Regions from separate parts of the Macaca mulatta genome. Here region 2 is linked to region 1. The links are chromatin contacts, called in public Micro-C maps. All regions are on one chromosome and are shown on one strand. The core of a region is the stretch at or near the end of the contact, and the rest is flanking DNA. Distances in the headings are between cores, read along the strand shown. Region 1 overlaps ANKRD44 (ankyrin repeat domain 44). Region 2 has its middle 64 kb from the start of SF3B1.

What was found. A called contact is a pair of places that touch in the nucleus more often than the background predicts.
Region 2: a Micro-C map of CD4 T cells shows a contact between it and region 1, with 14 times the contacts expected there. The contact joins two enhancer-like sites. A contact is called at or near these places in 7 of 14 Hi-C or Micro-C datasets (CD4 T cells, blood, fetal cortex germinal zone and 3 more).

Annotation. Positions count from the first base shown.
Region 1 is chr12:102,049,484-102,054,512 of T2T-MMU8v2.0, forward strand. The region is part of intron 8 of ANKRD44 (ankyrin repeat domain 44); the gene reads right to left. Among named protein-coding and RNA genes, the nearest start is that of PGAP1, 180 kb to the left of the region's middle. Within about 2 kb of position 1,783, at least 4 of the 40 cell types and tissues checked have an H3K27ac peak or open chromatin away from gene starts, as enhancers often do. A contact at or near this core is called in CD4 T cells, where this site is marked.
Region 2 is chr12:102,313,180-102,317,675 of T2T-MMU8v2.0, forward strand. It overlaps the pseudogene LOC697644. Among named protein-coding and RNA genes, the nearest start is that of SF3B1, 64 kb to the right of the region's middle. Within about 2 kb of position 2,637, at least 11 of the 40 cell types and tissues checked have an H3K27ac peak or open chromatin away from gene starts, as enhancers often do. A contact at or near this core is called in CD4 T cells, where this site is marked.

The sequences.
Region 1 (5,029 bases), core at 533-3,032:
CTCAACTCATTAGAAGTTACAGGACTAAGGCATGCAACTTTTTAGGAAATTGCCTTTTGAATGATCAGCTGGGAATGTGTGCTGAATTCATGTATTTCTTACTATTCATGATAGAAATTATGAAAGTTCCTGACAGAGATTAAGCCAAAACACAGAAAATGTACAACATCTATATACCAATCATCATTATACTAAATACCAAGGTACCACATATGTAACTAAGAAATAGTAATTTACAGAATTTATTCTGAAAATAGGCCCAAAAGAAAATATTACTGTTATTTTAGAATAAAAGTATCTCCAATAGAGAGAATGTATTTTCATCCAAGTATTGTTATCAAAAAAATCTATGTAACATTTTTCTAAGTCTCAGAGGAAACATTTCTCTAAGTTTGAGGTTAAAATACGAGGTTTTAAAAAATGCATGTTCATTTTGTGATGAAATCCAAATATCTGTACTTTAAAATGACTGTTTTAAAAACTCCATCTTGGAAAACAAATAATAATTTAGATAAGTATTTCTTAGAGTGGACTGAGGACTGCCTACGTCTGAATCACCCAGGATTCTTGCTAGAAATATGAATTCTGGGCCAGGCACGGTGGCTCACGCCTGTAATCCCAGCACTTTGGAGGGCCGAGGCGGGAGGATCATGAGGTCAGGAGATAGAGACCATCCTGGCTAACATGGTGAAACCCCGTATCTACTAAAAATACAAAAAATTAGCCAGGTGTGGTGGTGGGCATCTATAGCCCCAGCTACTAGGGAGGCTGAGGCAGGAGAATGGCATGAACCCAGGAGGCGGAGCTTGCAATGAGCCGAGATTGCACCACTGCACTCCAGCCTGGGTGACAGAGCGAGACTCCATCTCAAAAAAAAAAAAAAGAAAAAAGAAAAAGAAATATGAATTCTGTACCTCTGTACCTTAACCCTGAACTACAATTGGGGTAAGAGGGTCCCATTTTTAGCCCCTGCTTTGGACTGTGGGCTAAAATAGGTTATAAAACCAAGGTTTTAACACAAGAATTTTATTATATTCTATAAGTCTATTTCTTAGAAATAAAAAAGGGATTACACATAGTCTGTGCCAAGAAAAAAAATTTAATTAGAACAGTAAGTTCATCTTAATTGAAAAAAAAAAAAAGCATATATCATTGTAATTCAATGTTCTCAGGTAGATGTGGGAAGAAAAGAAATAATAGGATCTTCTCTCCATCTTATATGAGTATAACCTGAATCAGAACAGACTGAGAAAGGAGAGTTGAAGCTTGATAATACTTTTAGAGGAAAAACAGGAGCAGTCAAGAGAATAAGATACAACACCATCGCTGACCATGAGACACACCGGGAAGGAGAGCTCCTAAAAGTTATCTGATTCCAGAGCTAGGCCTTAGTTGTCAGGACTGCACACAGTTCTAAGGACTGAAACACCTGGGAACTACTTTGGAATAAGGATTTAAAACACCTGCTTCCAATTAAAAAGTGATGCCACTTCAAGATAAATAACTAAGGAGAAAGAAGGCAGAAATTGTGGAGTTGGCATTAACTTGTCCCTAGGTGGAGCTATTTCTTTAAATTTTGCTCCAGTGCTTCCTCTTAATATGAAACCATAAGTAATTATTAATTAAATATATCTAAAGCTATAAATACTTCAGCATTTATAAAATATCTTCACACTATTTAGCTAAGCAATTTTCCATGCCTAGAAAGGAGCTTAAAGGCTTTACCAAGGGGTAACCACCAACTTGGTGGTAGCTATCTAAGTTGCAGGCAGAGAGACAAAGCAGAAGTGATCTCTGAAGTGTGTGGTGGGCAAAGCCAGTCCCATTTCAGGGATAGCAAACACCACAACCTTCTTTTCTCTGAGAGTGTTTGTGCCTTTGGTAAAGGGACAAGCAAATGGAGATGACCAAAGTTAGGTAAAATGCAAAGAACAGCCATATGATCAGTGGTGACAATTGCTTTGCATCCATATTCGCATATCTTTGCCTGGATTCATTTATAGCCAGAGTCCAGGCTACAGCTGATATTTTTTTCTTCACATAGGGAAACAGGTAGATAAGGTGGGGAAATTGGGACAGGAAGCATTAAGAGTATCATGGCAGCCATTTTGGGGCAGCTTTGTTCATATGATATGCGTGTAAAGGGAGCTCATTATTTCAAAAAGCTATTGAAAACCAATGAAACTCAAAAGGGTAATACTTTTTATTTAGCCCTTAAAAGTTAGAACTCAGAATATTAAAATTGAGACTAGGGAACCCTACTGAGTTTCATGATCTGAGAAATTGAAATTTATCATGCAGGGGTCCTGGCTGTTGCTACTATTCCTAGAACTGCACACAAAGATAAAACATTCCTTGCATTCTCAAAAGAGAGAATATGTGTAATTCTTCCATCTATTCAAAGCTTTTATGAAAATCTTTTTCTTAATTTCTAGTCTCCCTCCAATTTTCTAGCTACATTTTCCCATAGAATTTAGGGCTTTGAAATTTTTGTTATTTTGATAATCCATTTAATTAAGCAAGAAGCGCTTCTATTGAGTTAGGCATAATCAAGTCATAAAGGAAAAGTACTGAGGATTAAAATATTTTATGACAGATATTAGTACTCTTTCAGGGCAGAACTCAGCATTGCCTAAGGAAGATTAATCTTTGAACTAAAAGGAGTGTTTATATTTTCTTGACCACCAGTCTCCTCAGAAATCTGTTCTTTTTTTCCTTTATTCCTAATGCCTTCTTTCCTCATCTTCCAATATCCCATATACCTTCCCTAAATTTACAGACATTGTTACTCCCCAGGGTATTGAAAGCATAATGTTCTTTGTGGCATGGTACACCCCTGGGGTCACGCAGCTCAGTGGCCCTACTACAGAGCCATAAAGCCTCTATGGGATAACACTAAGTCCAACCTGGGGTTAGGGGTGGGGTCAAATAAGGTGAGAAACCCAATAAGTCTTCCTAATTCAATGGAAGAGCCATCTAAAATACTGGTGTGAAAAAGCCATACATAGTCCAATTTATTTTGTTTTGTTTCATATGGTTCTATGGGCAAGAGAGACGGAATGTGGTTGGCTCACTCATTCCTCTCCTTTTCCCCACTTCTCCAAAGTTCTAAGTACTCTGTCCCTATCACTGCCTACTCTTGCCTATTCCAGTTTTCACCTTCAACTTCTCCAACACAACCTATTCCATAATTTGGTCCTGGTACATACAGAGAAGGGAACTGATCCACTTCAAGCAGACATGTTTCAACTCCCATCTCTTAGAGCTAAATGATCTAAGAGCCCACAGATAGAAAAGAACTGAGACCATGCACAGGCTAAATGTCAGTGACCAGGAGGTAGACAACCTGGCAATGGCAATTTCTGAGTCTGTCTTTCTAAGTCGTATCCAGCACAGCTCTATGTCTAGTGCCTTCTTTAACGCTTACTTTGAAAGCTTACTAAAAGAGCCTTGAGATGCTACAGAAATTACAATGTGGTCTCTAATGGGGAAGAAAAAATATTTTATACTTTCTCATGTTCTACCTATTTACAAATTACAAGTAAACCATCAGTGGATTATTGTATCAGTAAAGTATATCTTTATTTTATCACAATTAAACTCATATTATGAAGTCAAAAAACAGAGCCAGAGTCAATCAATCTAAGTAAAATGAGGAACTGTGAAATGCAGGCTGAACACACATCCCTCCTCCTCTTCCCATCCATCTTTTAATTGCTCATGAAGACATAACTTTTACTGTTTTGTGAGAATAGAGAAAAACAAAGTGAACATGTGGGTAGGTACTGGCTGCATTTCAATATGCTATTTCCCTCAACCTTTGGAAAATCTAAACAAATACAAATTGTCTTGCAATCTACAAACACTTTCAAAATCCAAGGAGCAATGTGGTACAGGGAGATAACAACTTTAATTAGACAGCTACCTCCAGAGTCAGACAGGATGGCTCTACGGAAATGTTAGATGATCCATGCATCCAGAGTGGATCTGGAATAACTAAGGAGGGTTCAAAGAGAATTAGGAAATCGGAGGATACAAACAGAATAGATGAAGGGAGACTGAGAATGAAGGCTAGATTTGATTCAAAATCCTATTTACACAGATTCAATCATAATGAACCCAAATCTCAGAGTTTTAAAATGGCATTTCTTATATTCGAGTTATGATTAGCAGTCCACAGGCAAAAAATAAATATTAAAACTAAGGAATTATGCTTTTCAGCTCCATTTGTGGAAGGGAAGAAGGGGCTGTAAAAACCAATGTATCACAGCAGTTGAAGTCCCTTCTCCAATCTGAACTGACCACTGGTCAGTTAACTGGAAGCAGCAGGCAGCTGTGCCAGAGAGTAGCCTTCTAGCCTCAGGTCTTGGGTGCACCAAGAGCATCGGTGGCATGTTTTACAGATGGAATGAAGCGCATCAGACAACCCCGTGAATTAATTAAGTGGAGGTTGGTAAAGAGAGTGCCTTAAGTTCCAATAATTTCCCTCCCTTTGAAGGATTCACAGGATGTCCTTCAGACACCAGGATGGCAAGACAGATGTCTACAGTTTTGGGAACATTGACAGTTTGGCCACCCATGTGCTTCCTGCCCCCTCAACACCATGCTCAGCGACTTCAGCCCCACACAAAGACTCCTTCCCAACCTCGGACGACAGTTTCTTGGTCTCTTTGATGCCCCATTCTTTTCTGTCTGCTTTCCACCTTCATGAAAACATGACACTCCTTCCTGTCTCCTCTAACTCCTTTTTTCATCCGTTTCTCTGGCTCTTTCTCCTCCTCCTGATCCTAAGAGTAAAGGGCTGTCTCACTTTCTGTACTCGTGCCATTACATACTCTCTCCTTGGGCGGTCTCGTCCCTTTCTCCTGGTTTCAACAATCACCTTTACGTGAATGAAGCAACCTACATTTTTTCTTCTGTTCTCTACCAGTCTCTCATGCTAGAACACCACATTTTACACTATCGAACTTCTCAGACTGGCTATACCAAAACCTAAAAATCAGCTTCTCAAAAACTAAATGTATTGGTT
Region 2 (4,496 bases), core at 1,387-3,886, 260 kb after region 1:
CTCCTTTGAGGACGATTTCCCTCATCCCCACCCCACTGCGTATTATCCCTTGTTGTGGAAATGCTTGCCTCCAGTGAACGGCTTCCCCTCCATGCCCTTGGCGACTCCCACAGCTGGGACATCCCATAATCTATATTGTGTCAGGCACTGCACTAAGCCCAAGCATGCATGCTCTTCCTCGATCCCCATGTTGCAGGATCTCCCCCACCCTTTCACTAATCCAGACCCTCACTGAAGAATGAGCACCCCAAGTTGCTCCAGGAACACCTGGAAAACGGGATTCTCATCTCAGTACTGCCATTAACAATCAAGGTGACCAACAGGCCCGGGATGTCGCTGCTCTGAGTCCCAACTAATTCATCTACCAGGAAAGGTATCTCAATACCTGTCCTGTCTCTTAAGAGAATTGCTGTCTCTATAAACAGGATGAATCATGTGAAGCTGTAAATGAGAGCAGGGAAGAAGGTGAATTCAATGTAAGAGGCTCTGAGTTATTGTTGAAAGAAATGGCCAGGCTCTTACTAACTGCTGAGAACCCCATTTTAAAATTTACCTCTGGGTCAGGCATGGTGGTTCATGCCTATAATCCCAGTACTTTGGGAGGCCAAGGAGGGAGGATCGGTTGAACTCAGAAGTTCAAGACCAGCCTGGGCAACAAAGTGAAAGCTTATCTCTACAAAAAAATTAAAAATTAGCTGAGCGTGGTGGTGTGTGCCTGTAGTCCCAGCTACTCAGCAGGCTGAGATGGAAGGATCACTTGAGCCCAAGAAGTCAAGTCTGCAGTGAGCCATGATCACGTTGTGCCTGTACACTCCAGCCTGGGCGACAGAGCAAGACACTGTCTCAAAAAATAAAAATAAAAATCTACCTCTGAGGGCCGGGTATGGTGGCTCACGCCTGTAATTCCAGTACTTTGGGAGGCTGAGGCGGGCAGATCACTGGAGGTCAGGAGTTTGACACCGGCCTGACCAACATGGTGAAACCCCATCTTTACTAAAAATACAAAAATTAGCAAGGTGTGGTGGGACAGGCCTGTAATTCCAGTTACTTGGGAGGCTGAGGCAGGAGAATCCCTTGAGCCTGGGAGGTGGAGGTTGCAGTGAGCCGAGATGGCACCATTTCACTCAAGCCTGGGTGACAAAAGCATAACTCTGACTCAAAAAAAAAAAATCTTCCTCTGAGAAGTACAAGCAGAACCTAACAGTACTGGAGGCAGAAGTCTAAACACAAACACACTGAGAAGATAGAAAGCTTCATGTAATGTGCTATACAGTGCTAGAAAGGAGAACATGAGGGAATTCCCGCTGAACTATACTAGGACTCCTAGACTAAGGCGGGGACAGACATCAGAGAGCCTTAGGATACCCTGCAGACCTCTTCTGTACTCCTGGTTTCAAGGTGACCATGTGGACTGAGGGCCAAATTACTGCCAATCAGATCCAGCCCGCCTGTATGTCTCTTACCTGTGCAAACCCATGGGCAACCACAGGGACTCCTCCCTCTTTTCTTTCCCCTGCTCTCCTTTGCATAGCTTTAAATAATGGAAAAGTAGCAGAGTCCCTGAAGTTAGATATGGGATAGTACATGTTTCTGAATGCACATTCCCCATGGAGTATATTTATGGGACAATAGGGTGTCATATATGACTTAGAAACTCCCCTAGAGAACTAAGATGTGAACAGGCCAGAGATGTTCCTTCCATTCCACGTGCGTGTGCCAAGCACCTGCTGCCACACACCAGGCCTGCACTGGGCACTGGACATAGAAAGGGGCAGAAAGCATGAGCCTGGGCCCCCAAGGGTTCATGCCATAATGGTGGGGCAAGGAGGATTTTGGTTCTGGCCATTTGCTTTCATTATTATCTCCACTGCTTTCATTGGTTTTTTGGGTTTTTTGTTTTGGTTTGGTTTGGTTTGGTTTGAGATGGAGTCTCGCTCGCGGCTCACTGCAACCTCTGCCTCTTGGATTGATGTGATTCTTGTGCCTCAGCCTCCTGTAGCTGGGATTACAGGCCCGTGCCACCACACCCAGCTAATTTTTGTATTTTTAGTAGAGACAGGGTTTTATCATGTTGGCCAGACTGCTGTTGAACTCCTGACCTCAAATGATCCGCCAGCCTCAGTCTCCGAAAGTGCTGGGATTACCGGAGTGAGTCGCCATGCCTGGCCTAGGTTTTTATTATTATTATTATTATTATTTACTATGTCTTTTTTTTTTCCAGGATGATGGGGGTGAGAGGACAATAGCCCCAGCATCTGGTCATAATTTGTAAATCTCGACATTCTCCCTAACACCAGCTGGAAATACTTCATGCTCTAGCATCATGGCAAACAATAAGCATCCATCTTATTTCAAGACTGTGATAAAATGAAAGAGATGGTTATTTGCCTTATTTTTTGTCTTTTTTTTTTTTCCTTTTATAAAAACAGTAAGTTGTTTGCAGTGCCTTAAAAGAATACTACTTTAATAAAAGCCAGCCTTTACCTTAAAGTCTTTATTCAACAGTGAGGTTTGTCAGATACCAAGGGCTGGTTTCTTCTGAAAATCATTAAAGGTCTGGCTCCGAAGGTGTGCAAGCCACAATTAACCGGGGCCAGCCTTTGTTTTCCTAGGCTCTGCTGCCCCCTGTCAGAAGCTAAGAATGTTACAGGAAATAGAATATTTTGAACAAAGGTTTTCACAGAACAGCAGTTTTACGCTCTTACCAGGTGATGAAATAGAATACTCTCCCACCTTGTGAATGAAGACCAAAGAATTATTTGCTTAAAAATATGCCTATTTGCTTGGCTGCTTAGACGTTCTTGCACAACTCCCAGCAGTAATCACCTGTCTGAAATAATTCAGGCAGCGGCTGTCATTCACTGAGTCCATCTGCACATATACAGGGAGCAGCAGACGGATGCTGGGGGCGTGAGGGTGAGTTGTGTGTCCATCCCACGTCGTCACGCTGTTCACAGACCATCGGGGAAGACGAGTGAACAGACGACTTCCACGTCGTAGAGCGAGGGAGAAGTGTGTGTGCCCCAGGTGCTGGGGAAGCACACAATGCAGCACCTTCGCCAGAGATGTCCTAATGAAGTCGAAGGAGTCCATTCTCAAAGAACTAGTGGGGACCACCCAGCTGAAGGGGAAGCAAAGGGCTTTTCTGAATAGTGGCAACTGCATGTGCCAAGGCAGAGGCCCCTGGAAGAGGGTGGCAAGTTCTGGCAATAGCAAGAGGGGACTGAATTATGTGGTGGTCCTACTCTGAACACCCCAGCTGCTACTCTGCTGCCTGGCAACTGGTGGTCCCCAGGCTACTTCATCTCCCATTGCCTCAGTGTATGGCCAGGTCAGAGGCCAAGACAAAGGCAAGGAAAAGGGACCCTAGAGGGGCATCCAAGGCACACTAAAGTGCTGGCAGTTGCCTTGTGTCCTGCATGCATCCTTTTTTTTTTTTTTTTTTTTTTTACTTTATTAAAATACTGAGTTTTGTTTCACATGTATATTTTTGTCTCCCCACCATTTCCATGTCTGACCACTGCTACTACTATGTCCTATCATAACATTCCATACACACTTAAAACCAAGCAAAGGGTGGAGCCCCATCTTTAAAAACTAAACAGGCATTTTGGACAACACATTCTTGACAACACTTATCAAACATGGTAGGGAAAGTTCTCACTCTGCATTATAAAAACGACAGCCAGATATCAACTATTACAGAAATGAAATAAGACGGAAAATTTTTAACAAATTGTTTAAACTATTTTCTTAAAGAGACTTCCTCCACTGCCAGAGATCTTGAATAGCCTCCCGCTCAGTCGTACGGAAGCAATTCTTCACATAATTGATGAACTTGGCTTCCACTCTGCGAAGAAAGCCACCTTTTTCTATACTTGCTTGCATTTTTGCTTTAATGTCTTCTACAGAACTAGGTCTTTTTGGTGTTTTAGGAATTTTTTCCAGTTTTTTGAAGGATTCTTGTCCTTTTGATCTTGGTGTTGATGATGGTTTTGAGTCTTTTCCATTCTGATTTGACTTCTATGCATTTTTGGCTCGAGTATCTCAAATAGATTTTTTCACTGGTGCTTTTTCTTCAGCTTCCTCATCATCAAAATCATCATCTTCTTCGTCATCATTATCTTCATCATCATCTTCAGCAGCAGCAAGTTTTACTTTTTTCTGTGGAACCTTGCTACCACTTCCAGGGGCAGACCACTTTCCTGATATACTTAAGAGTTTCACATCCTCCTCCTCTTCATCTTCTGACTCTGCATCTTCCTCCACAGCTACTAAGTGCTGTCCACTAATATGCACTGGACCTGAACCACACTTCAACCTTAAGACCACTGGTGGTGTGATTTCAAAGCCCCCAAGGGAAACCGTTGGCTGTACAGACATTTTCTTTTTTCGTTTTTGTTTTTGTTTTCGTTTGTTTTTTTTGAGACAGGGTCTTGCTCTGTTACCCAGGCTGGAGTGTAGTGGTGCAATCTCGGCTCACTGCACGCTCCGCC